Linked DNA regions of Mus musculus: all the other regions are linked to region 2. The links are chromatin contacts, called in public Micro-C and promoter capture Hi-C maps. All regions are on one chromosome and are shown on one strand. The core of a region is the stretch at or near the end of the contact, and the rest is flanking DNA. Distances in the headings are between cores, read along the strand shown. Region 1 holds the start of Elavl3 (ELAV like RNA binding protein 3). Region 2 holds the start of Zfp810 (zinc finger protein 810). Region 3 holds the start of Rp9 (retinitis pigmentosa 9 (human)).

Region 1 (3,392 bases), core at 707-3,206, 260 kb before region 2:
TTCTTGAGTGTCCCCACCACCACCAGTGGTAATTCCAGGCCTCCAAGGGTCTCCAGGCCCTGCTGTAACCTCTGACCACACCCTCTTCTCTTTTCAAACAGAACAACAGATGAGGGAAGTCTTGGAGGTATATTGTAGGGTTTCTGAGAGTCTCCAGGAGGCTACATTCCTGTTCTCAGACCTGGATGAGCACCTTGAGGCCCAGAGATGGTAAGAAAATAGCCTGAGGTCACACAGCAAGCTGAGCCCTTGGGAAGGCATGGGGAGGAGGTGGTTCTTTCTTAAAGCCAGGTGGCCTAGTGCCAGGGCCCAGGAGAGAGGAGACTCAAGATGGACTACTGAGCTTCCCGACCCCCACCGTGCACACCACGACTCGAAAAGGAGGCCGGGAACAACACTTGGTGTTCAGAGACACACAGGAAGAGATCTCCAAAGAGCGGAAAAGGTAGGCTGGGCGCGGGGACCAGACAAAGGACGCTTGGCGGCGCGGGGAGCTAGTCGCTCAGGGAGGCGGGGGTGGAGCCAGGGTGCGGTGAGCACTGGCCAGCCCCGCCCCGGGACACGCCCGGGCTGCGGGGTGGAGGTCCTAGGGCTCGCTTGAGGCCAGGTCCAGGGGGCCTAGGGGCGGGGCCTGGATGGGCGTGGCACGACAGGGCGTGGCATGTCGGGCGGGGCCGTGAGTTCGGGAGCTGACCAGCTCCGAGGCTGCTGAAAGCAACCGTGCGCCGGCCAGGCGGCCCGATTTGCGGGCGCGTTCAAGGTCACCCTGCGGCCCGGAGCCCTGACCGGGGAGGGCGCGTGCAGCAGGCCCTATGGAGTACTGCTGCAGCCCCGGACGCCCTCACCCGGAGGCAGCGGCCGGGGAACGGGGAGCCCCCCTCCCGCACTACCCCCCCCCCCGCAGCCCCAAGGCCCCGCGCGAGGCTACGGCCCGGCGGAGAAACAAAGGGATCACGGCGGCCGCCGCGAGGCCTCAGGGCGCCCCCTCCTCTTCCCCTCCCCGCTTGCCGCAAGGTCGACGGGGTTCGAGGACGAAGATGCCCGCCTTTCGGGTGCGGCTCGGGCTTAGAGCAGCGCGATCCGACGCCACCCGCCTCTCCATCTCCCCTCCCCCCCAAAAAGCTCTCAGAGAAGGCCGAGTGGCATTACCCGGACCAACAGTGGGAGATCGTGGCCCTTGTCCTCCTGGGCGGCCTGCGGGTCTGGGCCTGGGATGCTGGAAGCATCCTCCGCCGCCGCGGCCCCTCCCCCACAGCCTTCCAGTGAGGAGCCACAAGGACCACCGGGTGGCTGAGGGCACCCTGTACACAGCCTGGCTTTCCAAAGCCTCTCGAACCAGGCTCCACTCCCCAAAACTCCGGATGCAGCTCTGGCCACTCTCAGGCCCGAGGCGCGGTACTACCCCCCCCCCTCCCCTAGGCCTAGCTAGGCCTGGTCCTACCCCCCCACTCCCCGCGTTTCCGTGGAGCCAGCCTCCGCCCCTCCCTCCCGTGTTCGTCTCGCGGCGACAAGGGAGTACCTACAGTGACCATTCTTGTGTGCCCGGCGGGCGCGGTCCGTATCGAGGGCGGCTCCGGGGGTCGTGCACTCCTAGGGGGGCGCCTGGTGCTCACGCCGGGGTCCCGCCCGGGCGTCTGCGTCTGCGGCCGCTGCAGAGGAGGAGATGGAGGCGGCGGCGCCTTCGAAGGCCGGGAACTGACCCGAGCCTGGGGATGCGCGCTTCGACGGCCAGACCCCCAGCGGCAGGTGGATGGAGGGAGCGGGCACGCAGTGGAGGGTGCCCGGAGCGCGGCCCCGCCGGGCCTGAAGAAGTCGCTCTTTCTGTGACTGAGATCTCGGCAGCTCTGCCTTCTGCGGCGGGCCCTCAGTTCGGCCTGTCCCGTGCCGGGTGATGGGTCCTCTCCTCTCGCCCGCCCTCCCTCCCTCCCACCGGCCCGCGCTGCGCGCTCCGCGCTCTGGGTCGCACTGCCGCCGCCCCCAGCCCTTTATAGAGGCAGCTGCCAGCGCCGGCGTCGCTCATTGGCTGAGACGGTGGGTCTCCGCCTCCTCCCGGCTCCCGACGGCGCGGCAGGTGGAAGCGAGTGCGGGCCTAGACTCTGCGTGCCAAAAGAGAATAGGATGAGGCATCAGATCTTGGCTCTTTCTTGCCTGCGGACTCTGACTCTAGTCTTGACACCACTCTCGAGTATTACTTTAGCTTTGCCGACAAATTGGGTTCCCCTCTTCAGTCCAGCATCTAACTCTGAAGGGGTAAAAAACAGCCTTTGGTGACCCAAACACAACCAGGGGTGCATGGGTGATGTCTGGGAGGGCTGGGAAAGGGCAAACACTCAGACCCAGACCCGTTCTGCTAGATCCGAAGTGAACAGTTTTTGTTTCCACATGGCCTCTGGTGATATTAGAATACTAGGTGTGGTGAGCCAGGAAGGTAGTTTGAGTCTAGCATGGGCTACACAGCACTTTATGCTGATCTGGGCTACATAGCAAACTTCAGGCTGTTGCGTGCTGCTTAGGAGACCCTGGGTTTTTTTTTTTTTAATTAAAGAACAAAGAAAAGAAAATCTAAACAAACAAACAACAACAACAACAAAAAAACCCAAACCAAACCAACCAACCAACCAAACATAAAACAAAAGTAAGGTGAGCACGATGTAAGGCTAACTTTAGAAGATAGTCAGAGTGATCAAGAGTTCAAAGCCAGCCTGGGTTACATAAGACCGGTTCTCAAAAATAAATAAAATAAAATAAAACAAAACAGAAGGCTGCAGGAAGCTGGAAAGATAGCTCAGCAAGAAAAGGTTCTTGCCATACAGGCCTGGAAATCTGATGTTTGTTTGTTTGTTTTTTGAGACAGGGTTCCTCGGTGTAGCACTGACTGTCCTGGAACGTCCTTGATAGGTCAGAGTGGCCTCCAGCTCAGGTATCCATCTGCCTCTCCCAGGTGTTGGAATGAAAGATATTTGCCACCATGCTAGGTAGCGACCTGAAGTGTGATCCCCTGAACCCATGTAAAGAAAGAAAGAGAGAATCAACTCTACATGGTACACACACACACACACACACACACACACACACACACACACACACGCACATGCACACACACTAATAGTAATAAATTAAAAAAAAATGGGTTGAGGATTGGTTCAGTTACTAGCCCATGAAACCCCAGATCCGATCCCTAGCACCACATAAACAAGCCTGGAATCACAACACTGGGGGTGCTGAGGCAAAAGGGTCAGAATCTTAAAGTCAGGGTCAGTTATGTAGTGAATTCCAGGCCAGCCTAGGCTACATAGACCTTGTAGCAAAATGAACAAAAAACAAAGAAGAACAGCAACAGAAAAAAGAAAGAAAGGAAAAGTGGTGGCGAGGGAAATGATTGAGCGTTTAGG
Region 2 (3,216 bases), core at 312-2,811:
TTCAGTTGTCCCATCCTCAAATCCCTTTCCATCAACTCTTTCTCAGATTGAGGCATCCTCTCCCTCAGACCCTTACTTCCTCCCTCAGGCCCTGGCCTCCTCCCTCAGGCTCTGGCCTCCTCCCTCAGATTGTCACCTCCTCTCTCAGGTCCTGGTTTCCACCCTCAGGCCCTCACCTCCTCCCTCAGGCCCTTATTTCCTCCATCACACCCTGCCTTCCTCCATCACACCCTTTCTCAGGCCTACATCCCTCCTACAGACTCCTCAGTTCTTCATTCATCCTCTGAGACTATAGGGGTATTGGCAAACACTGTCTCTCCCATCCCTTTGGGAGTCTCCTTGAGTCTAGTAGACACCAACTTCTGAGTTCTATGACTACCCTGGCTGACCAGTGACAGGCACTGAGGAAGTCATTCATACTTAGAACCATTCCCTGGCCTCAACTTACCATTCAGTAAAGTGTCCAGAGAGCCTCTATCCCATCTCTACTTAGGGTTGAGAGTCGCAGCAAGGAGAGCTATTGGCTCTAGGCTTCATAGAACAGCCAACAGAGAAATGCAAACAGAGGTGGGGAAAGAAAGACGGCCAGGGAAGCAGAGTGCTGGTTCATGTGCTCAGGGAGATCCATCCCTCCCCTCCGCCTGCCAGGCGGCTTTCTGCTTCAAGAGATGCTTGTTGTCACCTCTGCAGAGGTGAGGGGTTTACCTTTCTCTACTTTCTCGGTCCCTAGGTCTTCAATTCTTTTTTTGCCTCTGGGAAGAAACCTGGACACCTAGATTCTCAGCCCAAGGCATTGACATTCCTGTTCTGTGGGGGCTGGGCTGGCGACAGAGCCACTTCCCTAGTATGCATTTCCTAGGCTCCATCACAGAGAACGTAAGGTATTCAGAGAATAGGTAGGTACTCAGATTCCAACCCATGCCCTAGAGAACGGGACCCAAGAAAATACATGCCCTGAGGGGAAAAGGTGAGAAATCAAGGGACTAGCGTCTAAAATCAGTACAGTTAAAAACTAAATACTAAAATCAGTACAGTTAAGAACACCCTTCAGTGCGATCCTGAAATTCAGAAACAAGCCACAGAGCAAGGGGCATACAGGGCTGAAGGTGATGGGGCTGGGTCGTGCAGAGTCGCGGGGCCAGGAAAATCCTGGGGCAACCCTTCACTGGGGCCAGGTAACCTGGGGGGTCGGTTGCTGGCACTGTCCAGCTGACACAAGTCCTTTCAGAACAGCTGGTTGCAAGAATGTGCCGCAAGCCCCAAACCCCGCGGGGGACTTCGGTCCAAGGACCGTGACCTGCGCTCCAGTATCCCAGCCAGGGAGAGCACAGCGGCGGGACTCGAGTCCCCACGCGAGGACCAGGGACGCGACAGGACACTCGGGGGGCCCAGCCCCCACCCCACAGCTGGGGTGCGGAGGGCTCGGGCTTCGGACTCTGCAGCCGCCGGCTCCGCGGGGACGCCGCGCTCACCATGGCGGAGTCGAGACACCCCGCGTCCTCGCTGCGCGGCGCAGACCCGTGCCGGTACCGACAGAGTCCCCCGAACCTGGGACACCGGCTCCAGATCCCAAGATGGTGGTATGCTGTCACGTCAGAGACAAAGGCCGGACCGCCAAAGCCCGCCCCCTTCCCTTTGTCTATGCGCCCGATTGCGCGTTTCTCACCCCGGCGCCTTCGATTGGACAGGGTTTCAGTTCTCATCCGGCTCAGACCTGACTGACAGAAGCTGGCACCAATCCATGAGTGCATAAAGCAAGCCAACTTTATTCCCACCGTTTAAAAATGACAACTTCTCGCTCCGCAGGTATCCTGAGGTATGGCATCCTGTGCAAGAGCCCACCGCCACCTGAACGCTTGCATTTAGCCTTGTACAAAGGGCGGAGATATCGTCCTAGGGTCTGGATCGAGTTCAATCTCCTTTGCCAATTAAAGAAGTGAGACAGGACCAGCACCGCAGGTAGCAACAGGAAAATAATCTGGCCCGACAGTGGTGGCGCACGCCTTTAATCCCAGCACTTGGGAGGCAGAGGCAGGTGGATTTCTGAGTTCGAGGCCAGCCTGGTCTACAGAGTGAGTTCCAGGACAGCCAGGGCTACACAGAGAAACCCTGTCTCAAAAAACCAAACCAAACCAACAAACAAAAAATAAAAAATAGGGCTGGTGAGATGGCTCAGTGGGTAAGAGCACCCGACTGCTCTTCCGAAGGTCCAGAGTTCAAATCCCAGCAACCACATGGTGGCTCACAACCATCCGTAACGAGATCTGACTCCCTCTTCTGGAGTGTCTGAAGACAGCTACAGTGTACTTACATATAATAAATAAATCTTTTAAAAAAAAAAAAATAAATAAATAAATAAATAAATAAAAACCTCAGACACAGTAGGTAGCAGCAACAGGTATCAAATTTTAATAAAAGTTAAAAAGCACCGCCGGGTGGTGGCGGCGCATGTCTTTAATCCTATCACTCAGGAGGCAGAGGCAGGCAGATTTCTCAGTTCGAGGCCAGCTTGGCCTATAGAGTGTTCCAAGAACCAGGGATACACAGAGAGATCCTGTCTCTAAAAAACAAACAAACAAAGCACACAAACATAGCCAGGCACATCCAGACCGAAGCAGAAAAAGGACAACACTTTTTCCCCTTGGGTTTTGAAATATTTTGGAGGCTAACCATGAGTCCCCCTTTCCCTAGTTTAGGATTGGTCAGTTACAAAGAAGAGTATCTGATAGGCCCATAGCTATAGGTAAACAAATCCCTGTCTGGCCTTGAGCATCCAGAAATGGGTCATTGCAGCCAGAGTAGAGGTGGGGGGAGTGGGGGATGGGGTGAGGAAAAAGCCAGAAATTTGCCATTTTTGTTCTTTAAGGTCCCCTTTTCTGTCTGTCTGCCTGTCAGAGATGTGTCTAGTTCCTGATCCCTTGGTTATATCATCTTATGAGTTATTTTTAGGTATATCTTACACAAATGGGAAGTATTCGACCAGCTTTATAAATTCCATGCACATTCTTTCCAACTTTGCTCTTTTGAGGCGAAAGGCTGTGCTTTGAAATGGGCAGCAATCCCCTAAAACCCCAGTGTCTGATACAAATAAAGTGGGGGACAAATTATAAAATGTCTTAAAGTGAGGTTCTCCTCCTTCCCCTGATGGCCTGTCCCCAGCTTTCATATTAGATATGTCCTCAGAAATCTAAATAAAAATGTTGTAATATTCACATA
Region 3 (3,304 bases), core at 753-3,252, 160 kb after region 2:
CGCTAATGTTGCTGCCTTACGTTTCATACAGAACTGTCCCGTGGTGCTGGAGAGATGTCTCAGTGGTTAAGAGTACTTGTTGCTCTGGCAGAGGGCCCAAGTTTGGGTCCCAGCACCCACATGGCTGCTCACAACTACAAGTCCAGTCCCAAGGGGTTCAATGAAGTCTTCTGGCTTCATCGGGCACCAGGCATGCAGGAGATGCAAGTACATACGTGCAGGCAAGATATTCATAATAAATAGATCTTTTAAAAAATGTTCAATTAGGGGCTGGAGAGATGGCTCAGAGGATAAGAGCACTGACTGCTCTTCCAGAGGTCCTGAGTTCAAATCCCAGCAACCACATGGTGGCTCACAACCATCCATAATGAAATCTGATGTCCTCTTCTGGTCTGTCTAAAGACAGCTACAGTGTACTCATGTACTTAAATAAATCTTTTTAAAAAATGTTCAATTTTTTTTTTTTTGGTTAGGATCAAATTTGCAACAATTTCTGAAATGGCCCTAAACATACTCCTACTATTATCGTATATTCTATGTACTTATGCATAGTGACAGTGGTGTGAAAGCTTCAACAATTATAAAATCAAAATATAAAATCATTCTGAAAAATGTTGAAGATGTTCTACATCCTTCATCATTCAAATATGCAGCCAAGATTAAATTGTGTAAAAATAAACAAGTAATCTATCTCATTAGTATTCAATTTTGCTTTTGTTTTTAATCAATGGTAAAACTGCATATATAAGAACTGCTTTAAACACATTTCCTTATGTCTTATTATCAGTAAGTGTTTGACTTGTATCCCCTATTTTACATACCCATACTCATGCAGTAGTGTGAAAATTTCCTAGGTGAAGGAGGTCACATGTAGAGAAATTTAATTTAAGAGGGCGCTCTAGTCTAAGGTGGGAGGCTCATGAGCCCTTCCTTGTCTTAGACACGAACAGGATGCCTGGGGTTGTGGGCATATAAGAGGGAAAACTCCATACTGAAACACCATCACTGAAAGAAGAAAATAACACACAAACAATGTGCCAGTGATGTGTCAAGCATAGATAAAATGATCAAAGGTGGCGGGCAGGTGAGGTAATATGCAGGCGCGCGCGCGCGCACACACACACACACACACACCACACACACACACACACACACACACACACACACGGAGACTTGTTTGCATAAGATACACACAGGGAAACTTGTCTTCAAACACACACACGAAATGTCTGCATAACAAACATCTTCTACAGTCTCCTACAATGTCCTGTCCTCACCACGCTCAGCGTCCCCAAACCTCTCCTCCCCGGTTCTGACTTTTACCTCGGTTTAGTTTGTGGACGGGAGGCCCGCCACCTTCCCTCACCTACATGCGACTCTACACTACAGTCGTCGCAGGTCATCGGGCTCCACCCTCAGGCCCGGCTGCGGGTCCGCTGCCTTCCCGCGCGTCTCCCGCAGTTTCCACCCTGAGCTTCCCGCCGATGCCGTCCGTGGTAGTGGACAGAGGCTGGCGTCCTTCGACCCCCAGGGGCTCCGAGCTCGGCTTCCGGACGCGTCAACTGCCATTGCCACGGTCGCCGTGGCGGGGACAGTGGCCGGCCTCCCTCCTCGCGTCCTTCCGCCGCCCTCGAGCAGAGGGAGCCGGGGGCTCGCCAGGCCGCGACGCCCACCCGTCGGCGGCGGCCCGCACCGCCCGCACCCGGCCCAGCCGACTCACAAGGACTCCAGGTGCTTGAGCTGCTGCAGCTGCTGCGCGTCGTGCCGCCGCCGTTTCTGCTCCCGCCGCCGCTGCAGCTCGTGCTCCGGCGGCTCCCGCGGCCGCCGAGACCCGGCCCCGGACGACATCGCGACCCGAGGCGGGCTTAGAAGGTGGAAAGTCGCCTCTTCCTCCCCGCAGCGCAACCCCACCAACGTCCCACCGGCCCGTGCCGCAGAACGCCGACAGGGAACGTGCAGCCAGGCCCCCGCGGCCCTGAGGCCTGCGGGAACCTTAGCTGAGAGGGGCGGGGCGGGCCGGGGCGGGGCGAAGGCGGGCGGGGCCCGAGGGCTTCCGGGTGCTCCAAGTCGCCTGCAGGCCACACCCACTTCTGCGACTCGTTGCTTTCTATTTTTTTTTTTTTTTTATATTATGAAGGTTTTAAGTATTTGTGGGTGGGCAAGGTGTCAAAGGTCTTTAATATCAGCACGCAGGAGGCAGAAACACTGACCTGTGAGTACGAGGTCAAGCTAGTAAAGTCAGAGACCTGGGGAGATCCTGTTACAAAGGAAAAAGAGAAAAGATTTTATTTCTACGTATATATTTGGGGTGGTGGTGCAGGGGTGGAGTTCGGTAGTTGCCCAGAATTCAGAAGAGGACGATGGCTCTCTAGAATTGGAACTGTGGGCTATATGAGCCACCCTATGCTGGGAACCGAACTCTGGTTCTCTGCAAAAGCAGTATGGCCTTCTAAACTAAAAGCCTTTTGGCTGCTACTTGTTACCTATGGATTCATCCATTCTGGGAAGAAAACAACGTTCTCTATAAAATCTTCAGTTTCCCAGACTATGCGAATTCGTAGTAAAAACACAGACCAATATATTCATAATATTTTATACCAAGATTTTTGGTGATGCAAATAAAAAATAAAAGCAGACACACAGTATCCTGCAGAGGAGCATCCTTTTTTAAAACTTGCTCTTCCTCCTTTGCTCCTATAAGCGGTGTCTCAGGCCGGAAGCTCCACTCGGAGCGTTCCAAGTTAGGTCTCTACACTTATCCAAAGGTAGCAAAGAGGAACGACCGAGAAAAAGAAAGAAAGGTATTAGGCTGGCATTTTGGTACTCAGCAGAGGCAGGCAGTTCTCTATGAGTTCAATCTGGTCTGTGCTGCTAAATCTTTTTTGTTTGCTTGTTTTATTTATTTATTATTATTATTATTATTATTATTATTATTATTATTATTATTATTATTTTGGTTTTTCGAGTCAGGGTGTAGCCCTGGTTGTCCTGGAACTCACTCTGTAGACCCGGCTGGCTTCGAACTCAGAAATCCGCCTGCCTCTTCCTCCCAAGTGCCTGGATTAAAGGTGTGCACCACCTGCTGCTAATTCTACCAGCCATAAGCAGAGCCTGACTCCCAGTGCGGGAGGGGCAACAAAAGGATACTAATCACTGTGGCCCACACTGAGAAAATAGAGATGAGTTTCACAGCCTATTTCCAGATAACTGGCACGAGGTTTTAGGATGTAAGGAGGGGAAGATTTGAGGCAGGGATCAGCTACCAACAATTAAATATTGGTCAAACCATGTTATGATTGGTTAT

What was found. A called contact is a pair of places that touch in the nucleus more often than the background predicts. Capture Hi-C pulls out chosen DNA fragments and counts their contacts.
Region 1: a Micro-C map of embryonic stem cells shows a contact between it and region 2, with 2.4 times the contacts expected there. The contact joins the promoter of Elavl3 here to the promoter of Zfp810 in region 2. A contact is called at or near these places in 5 of 484 Hi-C or Micro-C datasets (B cells, CD4 T cells, embryonic stem cells and 1 more) and 1 of 9 other capture datasets (liver).
Region 3: a promoter capture Hi-C map of liver shows a contact between it and region 2. The contact joins the promoter of Rp9 here to the promoter of Zfp810 in region 2. A contact is called at or near these places in 2 of 39 promoter capture datasets (erythroid cells and liver), 7 of 484 Hi-C or Micro-C datasets (CD4 T cells, CD8 T cells, double positive thymocytes and 3 more) and 3 of 9 other capture datasets (adipose tissue, liver and pancreatic islet).

What each region holds. Positions count from the first base shown.
Region 1 is chr9:22,050,067-22,053,458 of GRCm38.p6, forward strand. It overlaps Elavl3 (ELAV like RNA binding protein 3), which reads right to left and starts at 1,957. Exons shown (of 7, transcript NM_010487.2): 1 at 1,524-1,957. The coding sequence starts at 1,532.
Region 2 is chr9:22,306,077-22,309,292 of GRCm38.p6, forward strand. It overlaps Zfp810 (zinc finger protein 810), which reads right to left and starts at 1,562. Exons shown (of 8, transcript NM_145612.2): 1 at 1,473-1,562.
Region 3 is chr9:22,466,354-22,469,657 of GRCm38.p6, forward strand. It overlaps Rp9 (retinitis pigmentosa 9 (human)), which reads right to left and starts at 2,003. Exons shown (of 6, transcript NM_018739.2): 1 at 1,721-2,003. The coding sequence starts at 1,848.